Regions from separate parts of the Danio rerio genome. Here region 2 is linked to region 1. The links are chromatin contacts, called in public Hi-C maps. All regions are on one chromosome and are shown on one strand. The core of a region is the stretch at or near the end of the contact, and the rest is flanking DNA. Distances in the headings are between cores, read along the strand shown.

What was found. A called contact is a pair of places that touch in the nucleus more often than the background predicts.
Region 2: a Hi-C map of hematopoietic stem cells shows a contact between it and region 1, with 4 times the contacts expected there. The contact joins the promoter of rnmt here to the promoter of seh1l in region 1. A contact is called at or near these places in 1 of 18 Hi-C or Micro-C datasets (hematopoietic stem cells) and 2 of 4 datasets of contacts at active chromatin or transcription factors (caudal fin and embryo).

Annotation. Positions count from the first base shown.
Region 1 is chr19:13,507,939-13,513,381 of GRCz12tu, reverse strand. It overlaps seh1l (SEH1-like (S. cerevisiae)), which reads right to left and starts at 2,136. Exons shown (of 9, transcript NM_199923.2): 1 at 1,801-2,136; 2 at 1,411-1,461. The coding sequence starts at 1,911. It overlaps ftr56 (finTRIM family, member 56), which reads left to right and starts at 4,158. Exons shown (of 6, transcript XM_003200557.6): 1 at 4,158-4,790; 2 at 4,884-4,979. The coding sequence starts at 4,215.
Region 2 is chr19:13,753,324-13,758,766 of GRCz12tu, reverse strand. rnmt (RNA (guanine-7-) methyltransferase) reads right to left here and starts at 3,007. Exons shown (of 11, transcript NM_001045000.1): 1 at 2,945-3,007; 2 at 2,435-2,601. The coding sequence starts at 2,963. fam210aa (family with sequence similarity 210 member Aa) reads left to right here and starts at 4,410. Exons shown (of 5, transcript NM_001044994.2): 1 at 4,410-4,525; 2 at 4,784-4,829.

The DNA.
Region 1 (5,443 bases), core at 887-3,386:
AGAGTGCAAATATAAATATTTTAATATATATTGCACTTATACATTCTGTTTATCTTGAAAATACTTAAATAATATTTGCTATAGGTTCTAAAATGGCCCTCTACTGTAAACTGACACTCTGGCTCTGAGAGAAAAGCCAGTTTGTAAAAAAAAGTCTTGGTTTTGCTTGGTTAATAAATAATCAATCAAACTCATTCAATGGCACAGCATCCTCTTTCACATCATCTCATAAACTTGAACTAATTAGTTAGTGCTGAATTATCGCATTGTATCGTGATATGGGTGTAAATCGTATCGTGTTGCATCGCAATGTCACAAATGTATCGCTAATATATCAGATCGTATTCTTTGTATCGAGATGCGTATCGGATCGGCATTATAGCTTAGATGCCCAACCCTAATATTTAGTGACACATTTATTTTGTATATTTTATAATATAAACAAAAATTCACGAATGATTAAGTAGTTGAAAAGTAGTCTCATGTGCTCTGCAGACCAACAGAGACATGTACCTTTTTGCGACCGGCCGGGATTTCTAGATCTACTAAAATGTCCGGAAATTGGTTTTGCTTTCGTTTTCTAAACTGTTATTTTATGCAAACAGCCGCAAGAGAAATATTAAATTATTAATTCCTTTATCTCAACGACTCATAAAAACTTTGCTAAATACTCAGAGGACGGAATTACATCTAAACTGGCTGCAGAACATTTATACAACATTAGAAATGGGTAATCAACTATATAATCGACAGGTTTTATTCTAACTATTTTAATTATTTAGAGATATTTTCTGTTTTTATTAATTTTCCTGTCTTTTACTTCTCATCTGCTCTGCTGTGTATTTTATTAATTTGATGATGTCGATATATTACATATTTTATACATCTCTAATGCTTTTATAGTGTTTATTAGGGAAAAAGCATAAAAGAGAAATAGTTAACGTTTTTATTTATTTATTTCAACAGTGTTTTTTTTTTTACTTTAGCCCATTGAAAAGAAAAGTTCAAAACAGATAATAATAAAATATGGTTAAAATCAAATTATGTTTTGTTTATCACTTATAGTCAACTATTTATGTGCTGAAGGTAAAAAGTGTTTCAATCCAGCCACAACTGCAAGTATATTTCAAACCTTTGAAAAAGCACTGATTGCATGTTTTTTAACCATAAAAGTTCAGAAAGCCCAGTTTTTATCATAATGAGCATTTCAATTAGTACTCTAAAAGGGGTAAATAAATATAGGTATGAAATTTCTGATTATTTTTACACCAACCTGTCAACGTATAGGTCAAATAGTTAGATTTCACTTTTTGCTTGAGTTATATGCATCTTTGCAAAATATGACAAACAAATCTATATTAAAACCTAAAATTCATACTTTTAAAGCACATACAAAACAACAGCTCATACCTTCCAACTAGCAGTGCAGTGCCATTCTCCATCATCACCTTTATCCCAGACCTACAACAGTATAATAATAAAAACAATTATAATGAGGGACAGTTTTAAACATGTGATAAAGAACCGCTGTACATCAGCTTTAAATGTCTGTGTGCATTAACGACAAGTAGAAAATGGCTTATAAGTCTGCTTACAGAGAGACAAACACCTTTAAACATATTCACAATCCGTAAACAACGTTATTATGTCGTTATTGCAGAAACTGTAACTTAACTTGGAAGAAGACTATTGTTGTCTCTCAAAAACTATGGTTGTTTGAATAGAGTCTATATTGGCAGCTTATTGGGTTTATGGACAATGAACAAGCAAAAAATCTGAATTCGACTTTAGTTTTCTTGCCTTGACGCTCTGATCACTGGAGCAGGTCGCCATCCTCCGTCCATGGAAGTCGTAGGAGACATCGTGAATCAGATCTTTATGATCCGCTGCGATGCTTTTCGCAACAAACATATTGCATGGAAACTAACTATTAATTAGGCTTGTAAAATATATCCTACAGTTTAGAAAAAGAATCAGCAGAAGGGGGTTTGTTCAAACTTTAGCAGAAACATCGAGCTCTACGGTGCCATGTTTCTTCACTCGAATTCGTTGTTCGCTGCTTTAATACTGCAGTCGAACACAGTTTACTGCCATCTATTGCACTAGCGGAGTTACTGCAAGTCTCCTATCAAGCCTTACAAAAAAATGGTGTAATTGTTTATGTGTATACCGCCGCCTACTGTACCGGGATATGCAATTTCAATGGTTCATGTACAGTTGAAGTCAGAATTATTAGCCCCCTAAATTATTAGCCCCGTTTATCCCCCCCCCCCCCCATTTCTTTTTAACGGAGAAAGATTTTTTTCAATAGATTTCTAAATATAAGTTTTAATAACTAATTTCTAATCACTGATTTATTTTATCTTTGTCATGATGACAGTAAAGAATATTTGACTAGATATTTTTCAAGACACTTCTATACAGCTTAAAGAGAAATTTAAAGGCTTAACTAGGTTAATTAGGTTAACTATGCAGGTTATGGTAATTATTGTATAACCATGGTTTGTTCTAGGGGCTAATAATTTTGACCTTAAAATGGTTTTAGAAAAAATTAAAAACTGCTTTTATTCTACCTGAAATAAAACAAAAAAGACTTTCTCCAGAAGAAAAAAAAATATCAGACATACAGTAAAAATTCCCTTGCTCTTTTAAACATCATTTAAGAAATATATTAAAAAAAAGAATATAAAAACAAAATCAAAGGGGGGCTAATAATTCTGACTTCAACTGTACATTGTACAGAAAGAAAAGAACTACTAGTCCATTTTACCGTATTTAAAAATAGATTTGTAAATAAAATTTGTATTATCATTAGTGGGTGATGCAGTGGCGCAGTGCTGTCGCCTCACAGCAAGAAGGTCGCTAGTTCGAGCCTTGGCTGGGTCAGTTGGTGTTTCTGTGTGGAGTTTGCATGCTCTCCCTGCGTTTGCGTGGGTTTCCTCCAGGTGCTCTGGTTTCCCCCACAGTCCAAAGACATGCGCTACAGGTTGGATAGGTTGAATTGTCTGTAGCGTATGAGTGTGAAAGAGTGTGTATGGATGTTTCCCAGAGATGGGTTGCAGCTGGAAGGGCATCAAGGGCATCCGCTGTGAATGTGAGTTTCTACACACACACACATACACACACACACACACACACACACACACACACACACACACACACACACACACACACACATTGTAAAAGTTTCAAAAGAAACTTTCATGTGTTGAAAATATGTTTAAGTTTATCATTAATATGAATATTGCTCAGTTCATTCAGCCATTTAATTTACCTGCATTCCAAAGTCTATAACAAATTGATTATGAAATGTCATAAAGATGCTCAATTATAATCCGTTTAAAGAGAACTTTAGAAAATACAATTGATTACATTTCATTCATTCATTTATTTTCTTTTCGGCTTAGTCCCTTTATTAATCTGGGGTCACCACAGCAGAATGAGCTGCCAACTTATCCAGCATATGTTTTGCTCAGCGGGTGCCCTTCCAGCCGCAACCCATCACTGGGAAACATCCATACACGTTTTTTCACACACACTATGGACAATTTAGCCTACCCAATTCACCTATAGCATGTCTTTAGACTTGTGGGGAAAACCGGACCACCAGGAGGAAACCTGGAGAAGAACAAAAATGCCAACTGATTCAGTCGAGGCTCAAACTAGCGACCTTCTTGTTGTGAGGCGATCATCCTACCCACTGCGCCACCATGCAGCCCTTTAATACATTTACTTTTTTTTATCCAATCGCATGTTGACTATTTATCTGCACTTTTTTGGATGCTTAAGGATTTCAGCCAATGTGGACAAAAGTAAACAATCCTTTATCACACAAATCATTGAATTCTCAACAATATGTTAACTGCTAATATTTCACTTGAAATCTCTGATTTATGCATTGTATAAGTGCTGGAGAACATTTTTATTATCATAAACAGCCCTACAATGTACATAGAGAGGTATTCATCAGTGCAAATCATGTTTGCATATAAACAGCTTCTTACAAAGACTTTATCCATATTTGCTATAATAGCATGTGCAACTGTGTGTTTCACTATACTCCCCTCTAGTGGACCTCGAGGAAGTTTGAGTGCATTTTCTATGGTTACTCCCGTTTTGCTCACGCCTATAAATCTCAGAACCAGGAAATCACATCTACACTTCTGGGAAAACAAAACTTAAGTGCGGATTATTTGTGTTGTGTCTGCGGTAAAATGGCTGAATCCAGGTTTTCTCAGGAGCAGTTCAGCTGTCCAGTGTGTTTGGAGCTCTTGAAGAATCCAGTGGCCATTCCATGTGGACACAGTTACTGTATGAGCTGCATTACCGACTACTGGCATCACGAGGATGAGAAGAGAGTTTATAGCTGCCCTCAGTGCAGACAGACCTTCAGTCCAAGACCTGCTTTAAATAAAAACACCATGCTGGCTGAAGTGGTGGAGCAACTGAAGAAGACAAAACATCACACTGCTGCTGTTCCTGCTGGAGATGGAGACGTGGAGTGTGACAGCTGTACTGGAAGAAAACACAAAGCCATCAAGTCCTGTCTGGTGTGTCTGAACTCTTACTGTCAAAATCATCTTGAACAACATGAGAATCTCTTCAAAGGTAAAAGACACAACCTAATAGACGCTACTGGACGGCTTCAGGAGATGATCTGCCGTAAACATGATAAACTCCTAGAAATTTACTGCCGTACAGACCAGAGGTGTATTTGTATGCTCTGTATGGTGGATGAACACAAAGATCATGAAACTGTATCAACTTCAGCAGAGAGGACAGAGAAACAGGTATGGACTGAAACACTTTCATTTTCAATGAAAAGACAAACACAAATGCCACATACTTTCAGTTTCACTTTATTTCCATGTATTCTCATACAGAAACAATTAGGAGAGATACAGAGAAAATTCCAGCAGCAAATCCAGAAAAGAGAGAGGAAGCTTCAAGAGCTAAATGAAGCTGTGAAGATTCATGAGGTAAAATGCAAGAAAAAAGTAGCACTGATTTATATAGGTTTATGTATGTGTTGGGGGGGGTACTTACAATATAAAAAAAGTATTCATGCTGTTGGTGGATCAACTGAGTCTACGAAACAAAATCAATGCCAAAAGTATTGAAATAAAAAGCTTATCGAATAGCACAAGCTGAAAAAAATACATTGAAATAACAACTGCTCGCATTTTAATGAGTTGAATTGTGAGGGTTTGTATTTTTAGGGCCTGGAATTTAAGACAGCTGTTTATTTAAGCTTTGAATATTTCAGCTAAAAATATTTCCAACACGTTTTCATATTTAAAAATTGAATAATTTAGATTCAATTATTCAGATTTTATGTATAATATTCAAAAGACAATTTCCAGTTCATTTTATTTCAGTTAAAAAATTCGCTTCCATAAATATCATTGGATCAAATTTGACTGTTAAAATTCGACATTGACAA
Region 2 (5,443 bases), core at 1,758-4,257, 240 kb before region 1:
GCAGGATAAATGGGAGACCAAAAGTGCAATACCAAGTTTATGGCTGTAAACATGTATTTAAAGCGTTGTTTTTTTCAGTCTAGGTTGTGATAAAGAAATGTAAGCATGTTGAGATTTTCAGGACCTTATCTTGACCGCTGAGGTGAGAGAATGTGTCCACTTGTACAATGAACAAATAAAAAAATAATAAATAATGTGTCAAAGTCCAAATAAACATGGTGCAAATCCTCAGTAAAAAAATAGATATAAATATTTACTATACTATAAATAGTTACATAACGAAACTAGATTCAATATGGAACATCCTTAGGTTTTATGTGCCAGCATGGATATGGTTGTCTGTGGATATGGATTTGGATGTGGTTGTATGCAATGCAGACAAACAGCTGCACCTTCATTTGCGTCTTTTGAAAACAGCAAGAGCAGCAGTTCATCTTTGCTGTGTCACTGTTTTGTCATGTTTCTGTGCTGCTGTGCATGCAAAAGTACTTAGTATGAGAATTATTTCATGCAAAACTTTTTTTTTTTGCGTTTTATTTAGCCGCGCAGAAATGTATGCCTAACCTCATTCCGTGTTGTTCAAAAAGCTCAGTTTTGGTCCACAAACAAAAGTGAAACCTATGCTTATTGGTTGTGATATAGCGAGTTTGAACCAATCTGGGCATGGAGGAGGGACAATGCATCAATGTATCATGTCTGGTTTGTCCGGAGACACAGTGACGAGCGTTTCTTTGTCAAATCAGCGTTGTCAAATTTTGATGACGTAACCGCACTGATTCCGGAGCCTCTGAAAGTCCGCGAATGTGATGTGATACAGCACTGGAAAGCTGAGATTCTCTTCTTTATGCCAATCTTTGAATTGTATGAATCGGATCAGCGGATCAAAAGTTATTAAACATTTAAGAGCAATACTTATTTTTAGCCGCGGGCGGCTGTCTCGGTCTTTAAGGGTTAAAACCGTTGATATGCAATTGTTCATGGTATGATAATCGTGCACGTTCAAATTGTGGTAAACCGTCATACCGGTATATTGTTACAACCCTATTGGAGACATGCTCAAAATATATATATGCACTAAATCGCACTTCAGCAGTGTTTATTTGAGAGGGCGCAAGAAGATCTGCGCTTGAGCAGCGTAAATTTGAGTGGAAGTGTTTCCACTAGGATTGATTCCAGCAGTGGCAGCAGGTCTTTTACACAAATCTACCAACTACCTATGGCATTATTTCAATGACAAATGGGGAAATGTCTTGAGTGCAGTATAATAAGTCAAGATCGCATTTATGTAATACGAGCATATGCCAATCTCTTTGCTTGCGCGCCGATTTCCTCTGCTCGTGCACAAAACCTTTTGCACGCCCTCAAATATACGCTGCCAAAGCGCAGATCTTCTTGTGCGCTCTCAAATAAAAACTGCTGAAGTGCGATTTAGTGCATTTATGTAACAAGTATGTGTCCAACATTTATAAGATTTGCTAGGAATATTTATGAATGTCTCCAATAGACCTACAGAGCGGCATTAATGTGTTCTGAAGTAAAGTGAAACGACTATAAACTCCAGCATGATAAAGTAGAATTATGGAAACTGTGTTCATCTTAACTAAAAGCTATGTCATGTTTGCTGGCCCCGCGCACCTGTCAGTCAGTCAGTATGTCACCTTATAGAGTTAACCAAATAACGCAAAGCACAACTACGGTTACAGAAAAATTTGCGCTGTTATAATTCACTAACCTTTTAATTCGTTTTGGTGCGATTATAACTTGCTATTAAAAAACAACAACAGCAATGACTGAATGTTTTGAATAAGAAGCTGTAATGTAACACTGACAGGATGAATTTTGGTGTGGCGTCCCGCCATGGAAGACTGAATGTAGCGGAAACCATGTTTATATAGTATTCTGAATCGCATAAATAATTAAACATCAATTGAAACACAACATAAAATATGTGTATAGCTACAAACGTTATTATTTGCTAATAAAAGACCATTGTCAAATAATGCCCCTGAATAGTATAGTTTAAGACTGGCTAGTGATTGTATATTCTTCATTTAAAGCAGCATCACTCAAATGTAATTTTTAATACACTTTTTGTTGTTGTTCATCTGCATAACAAAACATTAGCATCAGTCATGCTCAGATCAAGTATCTTGTCAGTGTTATACTTCTCAGTGAAGGGGTTTTGCAGGTTTTATAATGCATTCCTCTCCACAAATAGCAATTAAGTAACGCAATTAGTTACGTTTTATAGAGAAATCAATAGGGTTAAGCATTACTTTTAAAAGTCACGTTCCAATGAAATAAACTCTACTTCTGTGCCTCACAGTTTATTTCTGACAAATAATGAAAACCATGATGACCAAGATCACAAAAAAAACATTTTAAAACCAACTATAAAGCTCAGTACTAACATATAAAGGAAACATGAACTAACCAGCTTTTTACTGGGGGAGTGATCGTCATCCTCTTCATCACCGTCCCGCCGTCTCTTCACTGATGAGGAGGATGATGAAGTTGAAGTCTGTGAACTATCAAAAGATGATCCTATGCTGTCCTTATCGACCTTAGCATCAGCATACGGACTGTCCATCTCGAACAATCCTTTGAACACACAGAGAATTAGCATCTATGCTTTACAGTTTGAATTCGTCTATAAAACAGCGCAAATTACCACATGGGGAAACATAATATAAAGAAATGCGCAGAATATAGAGGTTTAAGTTGATAGAACACTAAATTGCACTGCGTGAGTGTTGCGTTGATAACAAGAGCTCATGTCAAGCGTTTATCTCGACACGTGTTTCAGCAGCAAAGAGACTGACTCCGGCTGCTTGAACTTAGTATGAGACAAACATTAGAAGTCATATTAAAAGTTTATGTTTTCGACAGCATGATTATGTGACAGACAGATCGCTGAAGACTGAATCTATGTTGCTTCACTCACTTGAGTTTTGCGCCATCATGCATCCACTAGCAGCGCTCTTCGCGGAGCTGTACTGCAGTATTTTATTTGAAGGGACGAACACAGCGCCGCTTAGAGGACCGGCATGCGCAGCGATCCTCATGTTACTCATGTATACACTGCATTATGTATTGTGCAAGCATTGTTGTCATTTTATGTGTAGCTAGTTTAATTCAGAGCCTCTAACTTTGCTCTTTTTACTTTCAGTTTATGGAAGTGTCATTCTAAACAGCCTAACGTTAAGTGCGACATCATAAAAACAGAGATAAACTGACTACATAAATACACAGTGTAATTTTATAGCCCATACGAAAGGTTACGCTAGCCATAATTCAATGTAAAGTATTGTTTGTTTCATATAAAAATTATATTTTCATTATTTTCATAGTTATGACAATGTTAAATGCAACTTTTTTATTGTGTTTTAACAATACAATCATATTAACCATCATATATATACCACAAATCGTTTTGACATCAAGTACAAAAATAAACAAGGAAAACTATATAGAAATAAATAGCGATAATAATAAAATAAGATAATAAAAAAACAGGGTACAGAGGCAAACCATCAAATTAAATAATTTTTCTTATAACTTAATAATAAGTTCTTATAACATTTTTACACTTTTTTGCTGTAAACTGTTTTGTAAATTAGCAATTAAACTATTTAAGTCACAAAGAAAATCTTGCCAATTAGGTAATGATGAAGAAAATTTACATTTGTGAATATAATATTTACCCAATAAAATAAATAAATTGCCTCGAAGTTCTACGTCATGTTTGTCATGAGAAAAGTAACAGATGAAAAAAATTATGTTAAACTTACATTTTGATGTAAAAAAAGATGGATAAATCAGACCAAAACACTTTAACGTGGGCCTTTGACAAAAAGATGATCAATCAAGTTACAAAATACACAATTTGAATTAGAATTACAAAATTTAGATACAATCTCGTTTGTGTGGGGTAGATGTTGTGTAACGCTTTAAAGTGTAATTTCTTTAACTTTGTTGGGAACTCAAAACTTGTAAGGTATGAGCCATTTTTTTCCAATTAATTTTATCTATTGGAGAATTAAAAAGAATATCCTGAAGCCTTAACTCTTCTCTTTGAATAATTGTAATTTTTCTTTTGTTTTTGTATTGTATTTATCATTGTGATGTCAAAATAATTTCCATGAGAAAAGGAGCCTGTTCATGAAATTTAAAGTTTTATAGGGAGCTTGGATGGAGAAAAATTACAAATTTTTATAAATATTATGTAGGTAAAAAGTCGAATCTGGGGGATTTTAATACAATGCTGCAATATACACGTTCAAATGGTAATCACTCGCGACATTGTTACGCATTGTGGGAAACATAGTTCCACAGAGCTTTGGCCTCTTATACAACAGTTGTTCTCGCAGCACGGCTGAACTATATTTCCCACAACACACTGCGAGCTCAGTCACCATGTGTCATGTCGCTGCGTCTGCTGAGGAATTCTCTGAATGACAGAAGGGACATGAATAAAATGTGTTTATGTTGGCGAAATCACATCATGTTGGATCTCAGCTCTCACGTATGTAGCTGTACATATTTCCGATCATCGTTTCTGTTTGTTTACACTAAAAACGAGTGAAACTTTGATCAGTATAGCTGTTCGGATAGGTGGACACCACTTAGCAAAGCTAGCTGACTCACGTTTGGTGACCATCGTAGCACAAGTTTTGTCAGGAGTTTTTTTTATGCAATTGATTTTAGGAAGTCGGTCCATGTTGTATTATTTATAAGTGGTCTTCTGAGAATGTGCAGCTTATATATTTCTGTCATTTTTCAGCTGTTTAACCAAGACCAGTGACGTCCTTATTGATGGCATATTGAAGGTAGGAAATACTGATATTATGTCCGATGTTTATAATTTTCTCAGCAAACAATTTTGTGTTTAATAGACATCTAAACGTAGACAGCTTGGCTAAAACAAGGCTTAACTTGAGCTGTCAGTAATAAACATCCAAGAATAGCCCAAAAATAGACAGATTAGACAGACTATATACAGTATGTGTTGTCATTCATATCTGTTTATTTGATGATTAGTCTAGATGTGGCCTATTCTTAAACGTCTGTTGGATTTTCACTGACAGCCCAAATTTAGCCTTGTTTAAGCAAAGAAATCTTTTAAAAACAGAAAAAGCTTGCTGGGTTTCTACAGGGTTTGTCTGTTAACTTGTTAAATAAAATCACCAGTGTCCCTGTTGAAAGCATGCTTTAAAGCACATTATAAAATATTAATAAGTGTTTGCTCTTTAGTTACTAAAGATGTTTATTAATTTGCAATATCATATTTCACGTCATGTATTCTTCATATGCATTCATAATTGTCTAATGTCAATAATAAATAAATTACAGTTCAACTTTGTAATTGTATACCATACATATTATCAATTAAAAAACGTGCAGTGCTGCCCAAAGGTTTGTACATGTTTAAAATAACTGTTTG